2 separate regions of the Sus scrofa genome follow, and region 1 is linked to region 2. Evidence: chromatin contacts called from public HiChIP or PLAC-seq data. All regions are on one chromosome and are shown on one strand. The core of a region is the stretch at or near the end of the contact, and the rest is flanking DNA. Distances in the headings are between cores, read along the strand shown.

Region 1 (3,109 bases), core at 128-2,627, 100 kb before region 2:
ACGATGGGAACTCTGCAGATGGAATTTAAGGTGACTGATCATCTGACCTTAAGACAGGGAGGTCATTCTGGGTTATCCTGATAAGCCCAGTGAATTCACAGTGTCCTTCAAAGTGGATGAGGAATGCAGAAGAGAAATTCAGTCAGTCAGAGAAGGGGAATTGACCACAGAAACAAGGTCAGAGTGATGCTATATGAGAAAAGCTTGGAGTTCCCACGAGGCTCAGTGGTTAACGAACCCAACAACTACTATCAATGAAGACGAGGGTTCGATCCCTGGCCTTGCTCATTGGGTTAAGGATCTGGCATTGCCGTGAGCTGTGGTGTAGGTCACAGATGAGGCTCGGATCCTTCATTGCTGTGGCTATGGTGTAGGCTGGCAGCTGCAGCTCCAATTTGACCCCTAGCCTGGGAACTTCCATATGCCACTGGTGCAGCTCTAAAAAGACAAAAAAAAAAAAAAAAAAGGGAGAGAGAGAAGAGCTCAACCCACCATTGCTGGCTTTGAAGCTGGAAGGGGACCGTGAGCCAAGGAATGCAAGCAGCCACGAAAAGCTGGACAAGCCCGGAAACAGATTTTTCCCTAGAGCCTCTGGAAGGAAAATAGCCCTGTCCACACCTCTATTTCTATCCCCTGATACCCATTTCAAACTTCTGACCTGTTGAAATCTAAGATAATAAATACATGTTGTCTTAAGCCACTGAATTTTTGACATTTTGTTACAGTGACAATGGGAAACTAACATACCTCTCTATGCCTCCTTTTCCTCATTTATAAAATGGAGAAAATAAAATTATCTTATAAGGTTATTGTGATGATTAAAGAAAAAAAATACAGATAAAATCCTTAGAAGAGGGCCCGGTACATAGTAAGTTGCTCAATAAATGCCAGAAAAAATACTAAATATAAACTGTTGAGGGAAGAAACCACAATGGATGCTAAAAATATTGGGTGAAATGTTGATCAGAAACAGGATGTCAGAATGGTGACCAAGGGTTACCCCATAGTTTACATACTCATTGCAAAAGGGGGAAGTGTCTTTACAATGGGGAAATCTGCAACCCCCATCTGAACTCAGTCTTCAAACAGAAAAAACATCACCAAAGGAGGACAGCTGGGTGTTGATGGCCCTCCTGATAGGATGCAATATAAAGAACAACATCACCTTTGAAATGCTTCTTCCCAAAGAAAGGTTAACCTGAATTGAATCAAGCTACAGAATTGGCTTTCTGTTGCAGGAAATATAAGGAATAGAGGAGGAAGTTAAATAAACATGAAGAAACATTTAGACAAATCCTGAATGTGGGGACATCCTAGAACTGTTCTGTCTCTTCAGGAATTTTGTGTCATGAGGAGTTCCCTGGTGGCTTAGAGGTTAAGGATTCCAGATTGTCACTGCTGTGGCTTGTGTTCAATTCCTGGCCCAGGAAATTCCCCATGCTGTGGACATGGAAAAAAAAAAATCGTTGGGTCATGAAATAAAAAAGTTGTGAAAGAGTAGTTCTTTACACTGTCATGCAGGGACCCGGGTCTCTCCCATCTCTGGTACTGCCGTGGTTCGGGCTCTCCTAGAAGGAAAGGAAAGGGAGACTACGGGATCTTGTGGGAAGTCTTTTTTTTTTTTTTTTTTTCCACAGCATTCAGAAGTTCCCCAGGCCAGGGATCAAACCTGGGCCACAGCAGTGACAACACCAGATCCCTAACCTGCTGAGCCATGAGAGAATTACATGGGATGGCTTACAATACCATACCTGAAACTGGCCCACTTCAGCTGCCACTTACATTTCTTTGGCCGTAATGTCACTGGGCCCTGACCTAACTGCAAGAGAGCTGGGAGATGGGAGTTCTCTTGTGGTGCAACATGTTAAGGATCCAGCATTGTCACTGAGGTGGCTCTGGTCACTGCTGTGGTTGGGGTTTGATCCTTAGCCTGGGAACTTCCACATGCCATCGGTGCAGCCAAAAAAAGAGAGAGATGGGATATGTGCCTGGAAGCTTGGGAAGGAGAGGAGAGAAGAGTGGTGAGCATCCAATCTAACTCTCCATCCACGTAACACCACCTACCCCTCCCCCCGAGCAGTGCCGGGCACAGCATGGCCTTGGCAGGCACTTCCGAGCCATGCATATCCCCAGGCCCATGTTAGTCCTTGCTCTGAGATGGACCAGCAACCCAGTATCCTCTCTTCTCCCCTCATGCTCCACAACCAGACAATCAACAAACAGCAGTGTCTCCAACTTTCCACATCCCTAAACAGCTTTCACCTCTCCAATTGCAACTGCTAGAGCTTAGTACAACAGCCCAGCTGGCCTCCCTTCATGCAAGTCTCCTGATCTTGGAGGACTATGTTCTTCAAATAGGCTGCAAGTGAGCAAATAAATAAATCAACAAGATAACTTAATGTGCTATGAAGTAACCAGAAACTGAAACAGTAAAGAATGGCTTTGGGGTGAGAAGGAGGAGCTAATTTGTATAAGGGCTGTCAGGGAAGGCTGCTCAGAGGAGGTAGCTATGGCAAACAGACTTATCTAGAATCATCCAGAAAAGCAGTATTTCTATTTCTGTGTGTTGTTGCAAAACCCTGCCACTCCTCCTTCCAGTGGTGGAGTCCATATTTCCTCCACTTGAACTTGGACAGTGGTTTCAACTTGCAAAATTAATAAAGTACAACAGAAGTGATGCTATGTGACTTCTTCTTAGACTGGGTCATAAAAGACAATACACAATACCATATACGCGGAATCTAAAATATGACACAAATGGATTTCCACTGTGGTGTAACAGGTTAAAGATTTTTCTTTTCTTTTTTTCTTTTGCCATACCTGTGGCATATGGAAATTCCCAAGTCAGGAATTGAACCCGCACCACAGCAGCAACCTGAGCCACTGCAGTGACAATGCCGGATCCTTAATACTATGCCACGAGGGAACTCCCAACAGGCCCTGATGATAGATAGAATGAGGAATGAGGGATATGAAAGAGTGAAGTTATATTTCTAGGTTTTTCTCTCAAGTAGTCAGATGAATAACAGTGCAACTTGCCTGAAGGGGAAGGCTTGGAAGGAGCAGGATTGGGATGGGGAAATTTCCCTTTCCCTCAGGATATTCGATT
Region 2 (3,173 bases), core at 504-3,003:
ATTGCTGGATCATTTGGTAAATCTGTGTAGTATTTTAGGAACTGCCATACTCTTCCACAAGTGTTGCACCGTTTCACATTCCTACGAGTAATATAGAAGGCTTACAATTTCTCTACATCTTTGCCTGGATTTGGTTTATATTGTATCTTCAGTCTTGAGCAGTAGGATTTTTTTTTTTTTGGCCATGCTGCGACATGAAGTTCCCAGGGACTGAACCCGAGCTACAGCAGTGACCTAATGACTGCAGTGGCAATGCTGGATCTTTAACTCACTACACCACAAGAGAAGTCCTGAGGAGTAGGATGATTTAAGTGTATTCTTTCCTTAAAAGAATGTTTATTGTAGATTGTTTTCTGGTATTTTTTTTCCCCCTTTTGTCTTTTTAGGGCTACACCCTTGGCATATGGAAGTTCCCAGACTAGGTGTGTAATTGGAGCTACAGCTACTGGCCTACACCACAGCCACAGCAACACCAGATCCGAGCCGGGTCTGCGACCTACACCTACACCACAGCTCATGGCAACACCCGATCCTCAACCCACTGAACGAAGCCGGGGATGGAACCCGAAACCTCATGGTTCCTAATCAGATTTGTTTCTGCTGCACCACGACGGGAACTCCTTCTGGTAGTTTTAGAAATAACACAAATTCTCATGCTCTGCTATAAGGTCAGAACTGGTAAAGAATGTTGTCTCCTAGTTAAATTTCAGTGAGAGATCCTCACAACCTTGAAAAGAATGTGTTGCCAAAAATTTATGTCTCTGTAACTTGGCTGTGGATGTCTAATGTACTCAGTACTTCCAGTACTTGGTTTAGGAGAAAGCTGTATGTTTTCATTGCTGTGCATAACTATTATCTCCTGGAGTTGGAGAGGTGATTGAGTTAGACTGCCTTTTTTCCCCAAAAGATACACTTGGAAATTGGAAATTTATAAGGAGTTGGACAGATTGTCATCTTGCTGTTGACTGACGTATTGTCCAAGTAACAGTTAGGTAAAGCCATCCCTTTATCAGATGGATAATAGACCAGTAAAAGTTGTTAAGGGGGAGGATGCTGATGGGATTACAGCTCCTGTAGAAAGGTTTTTGAAGCTTTGTACCTTATTTGCAATTGCCATTAAGATTTGGAAATTTTGAAGTAGATCATATTCATTGGCTTCAATATTATAATTAATATAATTAATATTTATATAATATATAATATTATATTAATATTATAATTAATATTTAATTTTCCTTGCTAAGTCACATGTTTCAATTTGAAAAAGTTTACTTTAGAAGCTTCTTGGAGTTCCTGCTGTGGCACATTGGGTTAAGGATCCAGTGTTGCCACAGGTGTGGCATGGGTTGCTACAGCTAGGATTCAGCCCCTGCGCTGGTAACTTTCATATGCTGTGGGTGCGGCCAAAGAAAAAAAAGAAAAAAAAAAAAAAAGAAGCTTCTTATCGTGTATGAACATTATGAATAAACTGAGTGGCTTAAACTTGTCTTCCAGTTTTCACTGTTCCTCTTTCTCCAGTTTTTTGTCTTCACTTTGGTATTCTTTTCTTTAATAAGCCCTGAATGTTTATGCATTAGAAAAATATTCATAAAGATGATATTGTTGAGTGCCTGCTGTTTCTGGTCCTTTGATAACATGCTTTTTGCTTTTACTCAGAAAATAACTGTGGTTAGATTGTCATATAGACAGTAAGGATATTGTGAAAGAAATCCTGGCTATCTGTGTAGCATGACCTTTCAAAACTGTTTTCTTTGCTGCAAGTGTCTCACTAAGCCTTTTGACTGCCACATGACAGAGGAAGTAGTATATAAAAGGCAGTGTAAATGGCTGCCTTGTTGATTTCAATACAGTTTTCCAATATAAGAGCTTCTAAACAGTTACATATGTTATTAAATATCATGTTTTGTTTATGTGGAGGATGAGCTGGTTTTATGGACTATACATAGTGCAGTTTAAGTGTAATTTTTAAAATAAAACGGTAAAAATTGAAATATAAAATCATTTATGTTACTTCAAAGAAGGATCTAAATTTTTTATTCAGAGTTTTAAGAATTATTAATGAATGGAGATTATCATATTCAGAGTTTTAAGAATTATTAATGAATGGAGATTATTATATACAGCTGATGACTACAGATCTACTGTTTTTGTGGGCAAAGGTTTTTTTTTTTTTTTTGGTCTTTTTGCTATTTCTTGGGCCGCTCCCGCGGCATATGGAGGTTCCCATGCTAGGGGTCGAATCGGAGCTGTAGCCTCTGGCCTACGCCAGAGCCACAGCAACACAGGATCCGAGCCGCATCTGCAACCTACACCACAGCTCACGGCAACACCGGATCGTTAACCCACTGAGCAAGGGCAGGGACTGAACCCGCAACCTCATGGTTCCTAGTTGGATTCATTAACCACTGCGCCACGACGGGAACTCCTGGGCAAAGGTTTTTTTTTTTTTTTTTTTTTTTTTGTCTTTTTGTCTTTTTGTCTTTTTTCTTTTGTTGTTGTTGTTGCTATTTCTTGGGCCGCTCCCGCGGCACATGGAGGTTCCCAGGCTAGGGGTCTAAGCGGAGCTGTAGGCACCAGCCTTCGCCAGAGCCACAGCAACGCGGGATCCGAGCCGTGTCTGCAACCTACACCACAGCTCACGGCAACGCCGGATCGTTAACCCACTGAGCAAGGGCAGGGACCAAACCCGAAACCTCATGGTTCCTAGTCGGATTCGCTAACCACTGCGCCACGACGGGAACTCCTGGGCAAAGGTTTTAAAGCAACTCTGGAATTGTCTTTCTGTTGTTCCTGAGCAGCCAAGAGATTGTCTTTAAAGCTATGAAGGATTGGGACTCAGCAGTTAACAAACTCGACTAGGATCCAGGAGGATACGGATTTGATCCCTGGCCTCAATCAGTGGGTTTAGGATCCAGGTGGCCATGAGCTATGTTGTAGGATGAAGACGTGGCTGGGATTCATGTTGCTGTGGCATAGGCCATAGCTGTAGCTCCAACTTGACCCCTAGCCTGGGAACCTCCATATGCCGCAGGTGTGGCCCTAAAAAGCAAAAAAAAAAAAAAAAAAAAGCAGCTCTGAAGGAGGTCTAGGGAACGTAAGGAAGCACCAGCCTGATTTTAAACTTTAATCTTATTTTCCACTAGTAGCTTAGCTTTGTAATGTAAGAGTTTATT

What was found. HiChIP or PLAC-seq counts read pairs in DNA pulled down with a chosen protein or histone mark.
Region 1: a contact with region 2 is called in an H3K27ac HiChIP or PLAC-seq map of alveolar macrophages. The contact joins two enhancer-like sites. A contact is called at or near these places in 2 of 47 Hi-C or Micro-C datasets (embryonic fibroblasts and liver) and 1 of 2 datasets of contacts at active chromatin or transcription factors (alveolar macrophages).

Annotation. Positions count from the first base shown.
Region 1 is chr13:79,658,544-79,661,652 of Sscrofa11.1, reverse strand. No RefSeq gene overlaps it. Among named protein-coding and RNA genes, the nearest start is that of PIK3CB, 49 kb to the right of the region's middle. Within about 2 kb of position 1,377, at least 5 of the 83 cell types and tissues checked have an H3K27ac peak or open chromatin away from gene starts, as enhancers often do. A contact at or near this core is called in alveolar macrophages, where this site is marked.
Region 2 is chr13:79,558,186-79,561,358 of Sscrofa11.1, reverse strand. All of the region lies in intron 3 of PIK3CB (phosphatidylinositol 4,5-bisphosphate 3-kinase catalytic subunit beta isoform), which reads left to right. Among named protein-coding and RNA genes, the nearest start is that of PIK3CB, 51 kb to the left of the region's middle. Within about 2 kb of position 1,753, at least 2 of the 83 cell types and tissues checked have an H3K27ac peak or open chromatin away from gene starts, as enhancers often do. A contact at or near this core is called in alveolar macrophages, where this site is marked.